Regions from separate parts of the Mus musculus genome. Here region 2 is linked to region 1. Evidence: chromatin contacts called from public capture Hi-C data. All regions are on one chromosome and are shown on one strand. Each heading gives the region's core, a stretch centred on a gene start, on an enhancer-like site or on the middle of the called end of the contact. The rest is flanking DNA. Distances are from core to core; before and after follow the strand shown.

Region 1 (5,274 bases), core at 1,878-4,377:
ATGCTTAGCTCTCATGTGCATAAGTGTGCACAGAGGCACAGAGGAGAGGAAAGCAAGAATTACTTATGAAGGAGCACCAAACCAAGGACATTAAAGCACAGAGAAATTTTCAGCTTGCTGGAGACAAAGCTGAGTCAGAACGCCTCTAGAAGTCTGGGGCCTTCTGGAAGTCTCCACAGAAAGCTCATCAGCTTAATTTAGGGTACCCATCTCCTACAAGGCTTTTTATCACAAGTATTAGAGATAATAACAGTCCCTGAAGAGAACCACTAGACGCAACAGACTGCCGCTTCAGAGTTTATACGAGACAGAGCTCACCTTCCCGAGACTCTAAAAATAAACACACATAGGTGCCTTCAAGCACAAACAAAACGAAATTCTAGGGTAGCAAAGGGTAAAGGAAGTGGAACTCCTAAGAGGAAGGAGGAAGCAAGAAAACCAGTGACTCAGGAGAATCCAAGCCCAGAGTTTTAGCTTTACTTTTGTGCACAAAGGGGTGACCGTCATATCTTATATGGAGTCACACACTTTATAGGTCTTAACGTTTAAAACATGTCACCTATATATTCATTCTTTCTCCCTCACCAGGGGATTTGAAACAGTAATGAATCATAAATAGATCTGTATTTCAGGAGAAACCATCCCCACACAAACTTATGGACACACACAAATTAGCTGCTGACCAGTATTGTCGAAGTAGTGCATCCAAAATTGAACTAGAATTCTCCAAGAACTGTTCCTTTTCCTAGAGTCTTATTCTGCCTAACCAGTATAAAGGCTGACACCTCCCTTTTCCTGGCCCTGGTATTTCTAGGGTCTCTTTTGTCTACTCACACTTCACTCTCCTCATAATTATCTGAATTGGCCTGCCAGTCTCCTAACTGGCCTTCCAGCTGTGGTCCTTCAGGCGCTACCAAGTCCAATAGTGGATCCCACCCGGCTGTTATTAGAAACACCTGGAGAATGCCAAACATGCCTGGGACCTACTTAACCTGAAGAGTTTGCAAAACTCCGAGGCCTTCGGAGAGTTTGTACATCACTCTTAATACTTGATACAAACAAGAAAGAAATAGGTTAGAAATACAGAATGCCAGACTTCACCCCTGACCCACAGTGTCAAAAATCTACTTTTGAAGATCATCTCTTGATTCTCAAGCTTGTGTCTGAAGCACAGGGCTCTAAAATGTCAGCTGACCTTTCTCTCCACAAATGTTTACTAGATTTCTGTCAGGCTGGGGGTTGGGCAGGTCAAAGTTCAAGGACTCTAACTTTGATAAGCTCAGCAGACCACAGTCAGTCTCTGCTTAATATCCCATACATTGAAGTCTGTGGCCTTGGGCCAGCTGGGACCATTGGTTTTGTTGTTATTTTGTTCTGTCTACCAATCAGGCCAGGAACCAAGAAGGACCAGTAGCCATTTCTTATAGACTGAGTTTGCCTTATAGACCTCTCCATGGCCCAGGTCACCGCTAACATCTTCCTGTGACATCCCTCATATAGATTGATCCTTCTTAAAACCTACCCAGATTTTCCTTATTCTGGTGAAAAAAAACAAACAAACCCCTAGAATTTCTGTAAGTTTGTTCCAACCTTCATCTGTCTTTATCTCTTACATGTATCTCTTATGTTATCCATCCACTTAGCATATCTGCCTTAGTTACCAAAACACAGACAATAGTAGCAATAAACTAAAATCGGCACATCATCAAACCTCAGAGTGATACCACTAATATATTATGTGAGGGCTGAGTGTTGTTGCTCAGTGGTAGAGCACTTGCCTAGCTAAGCATTCACAAGGGTCTAAATGAGATCACCAGTTCCCATCACCATCAGCCTTAAATAAAATCCCAAATGAAAATAACAACAAAAGACTTAACAATATTCCACTTCAAAGTCACGTAAATATGCATACAAACGGGCTGGTGAAGAAAGAAATAATTTCTAATCAGATAACATGTTTAGTATACCAATAGTAATCTAAGACTGAAGATTAATTAGGTCTGTAATTGACTTCCTTCCTGTAGTTGAGCATTTACCTTAACAAAATACTCGGTAATCTAATAAACACTACAGTCTACAATATAATCAATTAAGGACCAAGAGAAATGAACACAGGCAGAAATAAAACCAAAATATGAAGAGGAAGACTGATCTATATCAAATATCTCAGTGCTCTAAGAAAGAGCTGAATGCCTATTTGAATCCTACCGGAACCTTGGAAGTTCTAGTTTTTAAACATATAATAACCTTATTTTGATCGGAGGGAAAAGTATGGGTCTGGCGTCAGGATGGAAGGAGGGAAGAGGACCCACTTTTAAAAACAGAAGCATCCCCACACCCTAATCCTGCCTTGAGCCTTTGGGAAGTGTGTTGCATTTAGCAATTAGTGCACAGAACTGCTCCTGGCCAAAGCGCTCTGGACCAAAGGTCTATGGAACAAACCCACCTAGGTATCTCCAGTTGATGCCACTGCTGCCCTCACGGGACTCAAGGCTTGGGTCAAAATCGCCCGGAACTCTGAGATATCGGAACACCCCGGTATCCTGGGGACCACTCTGCCACCTGTAGAAGCGCGGGGCAGGTGGCACATCCAGAGCGAGGTCGGGTAGAAAACTCAAGCAAATCCAGGGGAGTTGCTCCCTTTTCTCAGTCTCCCAGACAAATAAGTGGGTCCCCAAGTCTTGAAAACGTTCGAAGGTCTAAAAGACCACAGACGCCCAACTACCCATGTAGTTCTTGGATCTGGGGGTACTCAGTTCCCGGGATAGCGGTGAGCCGAGGCAGGGAGACCCACTGACCTGGATGCCAGAGTGCAGCTTCTCTCTCGGAGGCTCAGGTATGCAGGTCGCTCCTGTGTCCCTCACACTTTCCAACATAAGAGCGGAGAACCCAGTGACAGGCCACTGGCCCAAGGACCAACTGCCAACCAAGTGGCAGACCCGCCAGCACCGACCCGGTTCGGCACCCACGTGACGGAGGCGGGGATCCCAGAGAGGCTGGTCCCGGAGTGTGGCTCTCTGGCTGCTGGGACCTTCCCCCTAGGAACCGCCCCTCTGCCACCCCTCCTCCTTCTCCCGCACCGCAGTGGCCCGCGAGGACCCAAGAGCCACAGTTCCAGTTCCACAGGGACTTGCCTGGTCAGCCCCGCCCCCAGGCAGAGCTCCCGTGCTGGCTCAAACCCCGCCCCTCCCGGGAGACCACGCCCCTCTCTGGGTCCAGCCCACTGCTTGCACCTAGGACTCTTGCACTCTTCCGGCCGCAGAAAGGACCCTAGGCATTTTCCTTGTGTCCCACTGTGCTCAGGTCTCCAGAGTTTTTGTAATCTGTCAGCAGGACGAGGAAAGCGTGCGGAGAATTGCAGAAAGGAGCACCGAAGCGCAAGCGTACACACACACACACACACACACACACACACACAGCGGGCCTTGTGTAACCCCATTGAGATTAAGGGTAGTCTAAGACCTGTATCATTCCCAATCAGCCCAGACCAACCCCAATTTGGGTTCCATGTCACTCTTAGATCTGTCTAACTCAACCTCCGCCGCCGCTCCCCCCGCCTTTCCTGAAGGTCCCTCTAGTGGTTAAAGCTCTGGTGTTCTGTCTTGTGAATAGCTGAAGACAGAACACTTCCTGTGCCCTGCAAGGTCAGGTACAAGTATGCAAAACAAACAAACAAAAAAAACCTGGAGACCGAATCCCAGCACCTACCTCGAGCGTGCATAAGGCCCTGGGTTTTACCACAGCTGCTTGCCCTACCCGGGCCTCCAAGGGCCGGTTGCTCATTTTATCTGCTTAGAATCTCCAGGGCCTCAGATGGCAGGGATACAGGGACTCTGGCAGGAGTCTCTACTAAGCTGGACTCCAGTTGCTTACACCTGGAGTGTTGACAGACACGACTCGTCTTTTTTTTTTTTTTTTTTTTTTCAAAATTAGTCTAAAATTACTGGTATGACCAGAGGCTTGCACACATGAACAGAAGATCATAAATACTGTGGCAAACAGGTGTGTGAGCACTGCGGGGACATGGCCAGCAGCAGAGCAAAGGCAAAGCCAGTAGAGGAAGATTGGGGCCCCAGACTTGTGTCACAGCAGGACACCCTTCGGTTCTTTCACTTCCTTAAAATAGCGGGTGAGAGGCTTTTGGAAACAGAGCCTGCGCAGTTCATATAAGTTCAAGTGTGGGCAGTTCCAAATCCCACTGGTAGCTTGGGGCCACGGGGGCAGTTTCTTCCCCCAGGCCCCCAGAAACTGCAGCATTTTCTCAGAACTATACAATTATTTTGTAAAATGTTTTATGAACTTGGCTTTCTCAAGCTTCTGTGCAGTTTGGGAAGGAGCTTTAAAAGTACAGACGCCGGGCGTGGTGGTGCACGCCTTTGATCCCAGCACTCGGGAGGCAGAGGCAGGTGGATTTTTGAGTTCAAGGCCAGCCTGGTCTACAGTGTGAGTTCCAGGACAGCCAGTGCTACACAGAAAAACCCTGTCTCGAAAAAAAAAAAAAAAAAAAAAAAAAAAAAAACAACCAAAAAACAAAAAAAAAAGTACAGACGCTCTCCTCCCATCTCCAGAGGGTCTGATCTCTTGGCGTTGGAGAGGATAACCTGCATATTCGGAATTTGAAAAGCTCCCCAGGTGATTCCAATGTGCAGCAATATAATAAATAACCATTTCTGTGGGTCATGGAGACACCATCAATCTTCATTTAAATCCAACCAGAGTGGAACTGAAAAGCACACGTGAACGATACAGAAGCAGGTGTTCCAGGGCCCTCATGCTGTTAGGAAAAGCAGCAATGAACAGGTCCTTTCCAACGAAAATTTCACCTAACAGGGATATCCTGCCTGTGGGGATTCTGTGTACCAGGGTGTACTGTTTGAGACAAATCTATCTTGCAAAACTATCAAATCCCAACATTTCCCGGATAGAAGCCAGACAGCACGCTACAAACTGTTCACTGAACTTCAGAGGAACCATATAGACAGAGCTCACTCCTTTGGATGATGCCCTTGCACCCTTCAATGTGAGTAGGTCATGTTCTTTGTCAGTAAGGTAGGTGACATGACTCTGCCCATAGAGCAGATATCGACCCTGGATTCATGGTGCTGGTATATCACAGTTATTCATTCATATCAGCCTCATTCTGCAAAAGATTTAGGCTCTCAGGGCCATTCCATCAGAACTGTGTGGGTCATTCCATTCTGCCAAAGATCTACTCAGATGCATGGGGGTGGATCTCTCTTCACAGCCTGTGGGCCCAGCCTGGACTTGGCAAAG
Region 2 (5,274 bases), core at 1,121-3,620, 1.3 Mb before region 1:
TGAAAGCCAGCAGGCTCAAACCTCATGAACCAATGTTTTAGTTTTATTCAGAAGGCCAGAGGTAACTCATGATGCTTCGCAGAGTTAGTAGTGTAGGAAGCTCTTTTTACTTTCTCTTTTCAAAACAAGGTTTCTCTGTGTGGCCCTGACTGTCCTGGAACTTAGAGATCCACTTGGCTCTGCCTCCCTGAATGCTGGGATTAAAGGTGTGTGCCACCACTGTCCAGCATCCTTTTTCTTTTATTAAAGTTTTCATGTGTGTGTACTATATGCATAGGTGTGTGTGTGTGTGTGTGTGTGTGTGTGTGCCAGACATGAAGGACATTGGGTGTCCTGCTCTATCACCCTCTTCCCTATTCCCTTAAGACTGTGTCTCTCACTGAGCCTGGCGCTAGGCTGGTAGTCAGCAAACCCCAGCATCCTCTGTCTCACCATCTACAATGCTGGGGTTGCAGGCTCACGAGCTACCACTCCTGGATTTATGTGGGTGCTGGGATTATAACTCAGGTCCTCATGCTTGCATAGCAAGTGCTCTTCCCTGCTGAACTATCTCCTTAGCTCCTTTAAAAAGCTTTCTTGTTGGCATAGATTCTTTGTACTCAGGTGGATATTCCCACCGATTCTCTCTCTCTCTTTAAAGATTATTTATTTATTTATTTATTTATTGAATGTACATGAGTACACTGTTTTCAGATGCACCAGAAGAAGGCATGAGATCCCATTACAGATGGTTGTGAGCCACCATGTGACTGCTGGGAATTGAACTCAGGACCTCTGGAAGAGTAGCCAGTGCTCTTAATCACTGAGCCACCTCACCAACCCCAACCTATTCCTCTCTTTAATCCTCCTCCATTAGTCTTTTTCTTCCCCTAGTCTTCTTTCCACTTTCATGTTATATATGTATGTGCTACGTGTGGGTTATGTTATATATAAAAATAAAATTCTAGGATCCTCAAATGAGGGAAACATGGTCTATAAACAGTAAGAAGAGACCTCCTTTAAAAAATGTATGTATGTATGTATGTATGTATGTATGTATGTATGTGTTTATTTATTCACTTTACATCTTGCTCACTGCCCCCTCCAAGTCACCTCTTCCTGCAATCATTCCTCCATTTTCTCCCTCTTCTTCTCTGGATATGCCCCCATCCTGGCACTTCAAGTCTCTGCAAGGCTAGGCACTTCCTCTCCCACTGAGGCCAGACAAGGCAGCTCAGCTAGAACATATCCCATATACAGATAACAGCTGTTGGGATAGCTCCCACTCCAATTGTTTGGAACCCACATGAAGACCAAGCTGCACATCGGCTACATATGTGTGGGAAGCCTAGTTCCAGCCCGAGTATGTTCTTTGGTTGGTGGTTCAGACTCTGAGAGCTCCAAGGGTCTAAGATAGTTGATTCTGTTGGTCTTCCTGTAGAGTTCCTATCCCCTTAGGATCCTGCAATCATTCTTATTCTTCCATTAGAATCCTCAATCTCCGTCCACTGTTTGTCTTTATCTGTCTAAGTCAGCTGCTGGGTGGAGCATCTCAGAGGACAGCCATTCTGCAAGCATAACAGAGTATCATTAATAGTGTCAGGGATTGGTGTTTGCCTATGGGAAGAGGAGACCCTTCTTAGTCATGAGAGGGCCAGGCTTTTTCTTTTGTTCAGGCCTCATCTGATGGGATGAGGGACACCCACATTAGGAAGCACAGTTTGCTTTTGTCAGCTACTGACTCAAATGTCTCATTCCAAGGACAGCCTCACAGAAACTCTCAGTGATGTGTGGACAAAATAAACCCCATCACATATCATTTTCTAGTTGTCCTGGGAAGTGTGTTTGAAAAGTCATACCTGAAAAAAAAATAAAGCCAAACCAGACCAGACCAGACCAGACCAGACCAGACCAGACCAGACCAGACCAGACCAAACCAAACTAAACCAAACCAAGCCAGGATCATCTCCGTTGTTAACCTAGCCCATCTTAAGGACTGAAAGGAAGCTCCTCTCTGTCTCTCTGTCTCTGTCTCTCTGTTTCTGTCTCTTTGTCTCCCTCTCCTTCTCTCTCCCCCCTCTCTCCAGCTCTCTCTCTAGCTCCCTCTCCAGCTCTTTGCTCTTCCCTTCCCTTTCTGTTTTGCTTTCCTGCTCAGTTTATTTGTTTTATGTCTCCCTATATCTCTTAACTCACTTTGTCTATCTGTTTCTATCCCTGGTCCCTGTTTTCCCCATTTTTATCTTCTTTTGGATACCCAGTTTCTCTAGTTGTCACCGTCTTTTCCGTCTCTAGCCAGGGCAGGGTTAACATCATCTCATTTCTTGCCTCCGCCCCTCCAATTAAACTCAGTTCCTGTTTCTATAAATACTTAGGTGTTACTAAGAATCTCTGGCACACTGACTTAGACCTTGAGATCTGGCGTTGGTACAGTAAGTGGCCTCTGCTTCTTGTTGTTCTGTCTAGAGAGTCATGTCTCATTCTTTTGTTTTCTCATCTTGGCTTCTTGGCCTTGAACTCTTGGTACTTTGTTGTTTATTTCTAGCCTGAGTTTGCCTAGGGTTTTGAGTAAGTCAGGTCTCATTCCTACCATTTTCCCTGGACTCCGGGGGTTTTCACTGAGGGCTGTGACTGGGCGGCTTGGGGGAGAGAGAAAGGTGCACAGTTGAGGGCTGGCAGTTCACATCCTGGCCTCTCCCCTGTCCTGCTACCATTGCTGTCAAGCTCTTTAGAAATTCTCTTAGCCATACATCAAGTAGAATAGAGCATCTATCAGACATACCCTCATTCATCTTCTGAACAGGAAAACCACACAACTGCCTCTCCATCGGACAGACTTTCTCATTGAAAAGCTTATCTTCTGCCTTTTTTTTTGGGATTCTGATCCAGTTCCTATCCTCAGTCCCCACCTTTGGTATTTCTAGCCTGATCCTTCCTTCGGATGCTTTTTGTTGGCATTAAAAAATACCCCACCCTTTCCATGTGAGGGTAAAGACTGCTTAGACCAGTATTTCCTCATGTCTGCAGATTCCCTTCATTGCCAAGTTTCCTGAAGGAATTGTCCACACACATTACTTACACTTCTTTGCCTCATAGATTTTTTTCTGGGAAGATCTATGGCCTATTATTTTAACACAGTGAAGCATGTGTATGTATCAGAAATTTAACATGTTACAAAGTCTGTGTCTTCAGTTTTCATCTTTCTCATCATCCTCATCCTCTTCCCAAGACAACAACTTCAGTTTTCAAGTGTCTTTGTACACACAACACACACACACACACACACACACACACACACACACACACGATACACATGTGAGTGTGTGTGTATGTGTATGGGTGTGTGCATATATGCATGAGTGTGTGTACTTTGTGTATGCACAGGCCAGAGGATGTCAGGTGTCCTGTTCTATAACTCCCCACCTTGTTCTCCTGAGACAGGGTTTTTCATTGAGCTTGGAACCGGGCTCAAATGCCAGCCATGCTCATGTACCCACCCTCAGTGGTTTTACACGGGAGCTAGACTATGAATGCAAATCCTCAGCCCTGGTGCTCAGGCATGCATGCTTACACAGACAACGCTCTTACACACCGAACCATCTCTTAGAGAGTGACAGTGACAGTGCCCACTCCTTTTGTCTCTTGTCAAACTGCTCCAGTCTGGCCTGGGGTCAAGTTGTCAGGAGGGCAAGTGCCCCCCAGGAGGGATGTGAATCATCTCCGTGCTGTTTTTTTGGCAATATAATAGTTCACTTCCCTTCCTTGTTTCTCAAATTTAATGTTTAACAAGTGAGATTAAGTTGCTCATGTCAACAGACAGATCTGATGTGTGGGCATCTCTGCTTCCCTGATCACTGAGGTCATTCCTGGGTTTCATTCCGTACCCAACACTGAGCACGTAGCAGACAGGAGGTGTCTGAGAGTTCATACCTTTGCTTTTAATTCCAACCCCACCAGATGATAATGAACTGGGATAAGAGGACCCAGGCTTGGCCTGCGGAACTGAAAATAGACCTGTTCCATCTCTCCTGAACAGTAGCTGTTTTGTCTTCTTGTCCCACGGAGCTGACTCACCCTCCCACTTCCAGCTCTTCAAGCCTGCGCTTGACTAGCCTGGAGCTCTGTTGTTGTCTTCTTGTTCTTCTGGAATCAGTTTCCTCAGAATCAGAGCTTTGCGGGGGATCCCCAGGTTTTTCATCTTTGACACTTTGAGGTAATGTGTCATTGTTTTTGTAGTCCCACCTCTTTACACAGGTCTAAGACCTGTGGCAAGAGTCCCTGTGTCCGACTGTGTTTCTGAGAGGTTTCTTCTTTTCATTGGTATTCAGTTTTAATACTGATATTTGAGTATTGCCAAGTATACTACTAAAGACTATTTTGAGCACCTCCATACGTTATATTTCTGCAATGGATTCCACGTGACTTCAGATAATGAGCACTTCCTGGGTTCTGAAGTCCTGTTGATCACTGTCATTGAATAAATGCTGAGTTGAAGAAGTAACTTGGCACAAATGAAGCACTAATAGTGTCTTTTCCCTTCTTGGCTGTATTTGAACTCACCTCCTTACCTAACCTAGAGACCCTATGAGTGGCTGAGCTCATGTCGCTGGTATGTGAGGCAGTGGACTGAGGATTGAGATTTTTAATCTTCCTGTCTTTGTGGTCTCAGCAGGCATGCACAAGTTCTGTAAACATTCACAATCTAAGGAAGACTCACTTTTTTGAAACGTAATAATCTCATTTTTTTCTTAATGCTTATTTAAGACGTAATGCTTGAGTCTAATTTAAGAGTGCCTATGGACATCTAGGGACATTGCCCAGTTGGTAGAGTGGATACCCAGCACACACGAATCCCTAGGTTCAATCCCCTGTACCTCCTGAAGCTGAGAGTGATGGTGCATGGCAGTCATCACAGTACTCAGTAGGCAGAGGCAGGACCTCTGCTATACAGAAGTTTGAGGCCAGCCTGGAATACGCAAGATACACACACACATACACACACACACACACACACACACACACACAGAGAGAGAGAGAGAGAGAGAGAGAGAGAGAGAGAGAGAGAGAGAGAGAGAGAGAGAGAGAGAGAAGGCAGGCAGGCAGGCAGGCAGGCAGGCAGGAAGGAAGGAAGGAAGGAAGGAAGGAAGGAAGGAAGGAAGGAAGGAAGGGGGCCTTCTTGCTCGTTACTCACATGGTCACACATGCTATCTGATAGAGCAGGAATAATTAGACAATTTCTACTGCTGCCTCATCCACTTCCCCTTCTTGGAGCTTTGCACTTATGTGGTCTCCCCCAAG

What was found. Capture Hi-C pulls out chosen DNA fragments and counts their contacts.
Region 2: a contact with region 1 is called in a capture Hi-C map of embryonic stem cells, with 5 times the contacts expected there. The contact joins the promoter of Nlrp10 here to the promoter of Ppfibp2 in region 1. A contact is called at or near these places in 6 of 39 promoter capture datasets (cranial neural crest, embryonic stem cells, frontonasal cranial neural crest and 3 more), 1 of 484 Hi-C or Micro-C datasets (B cells), 5 of 115 datasets of contacts at active chromatin or transcription factors (embryonic limb bud, embryonic stem cells, large pre-B cells and 1 more) and 2 of 9 other capture datasets (embryonic stem cells and liver).

What each region holds. Positions count from the first base shown.
Region 1 is chr7:107,592,904-107,598,177 of GRCm38.p6, reverse strand. It overlaps Ppfibp2 (PTPRF interacting protein, binding protein 2 (liprin beta 2)), which reads right to left and starts at 3,127. Exons shown (of 25, transcript NM_008905.2): 1 at 2,799-3,127.
Region 2 is chr7:108,927,254-108,932,527 of GRCm38.p6, reverse strand. Nlrp10 (NLR family, pyrin domain containing 10) reads left to right here and starts at 2,370. Exons shown (of 3, transcript NM_175532.3): 1 at 2,370-2,408.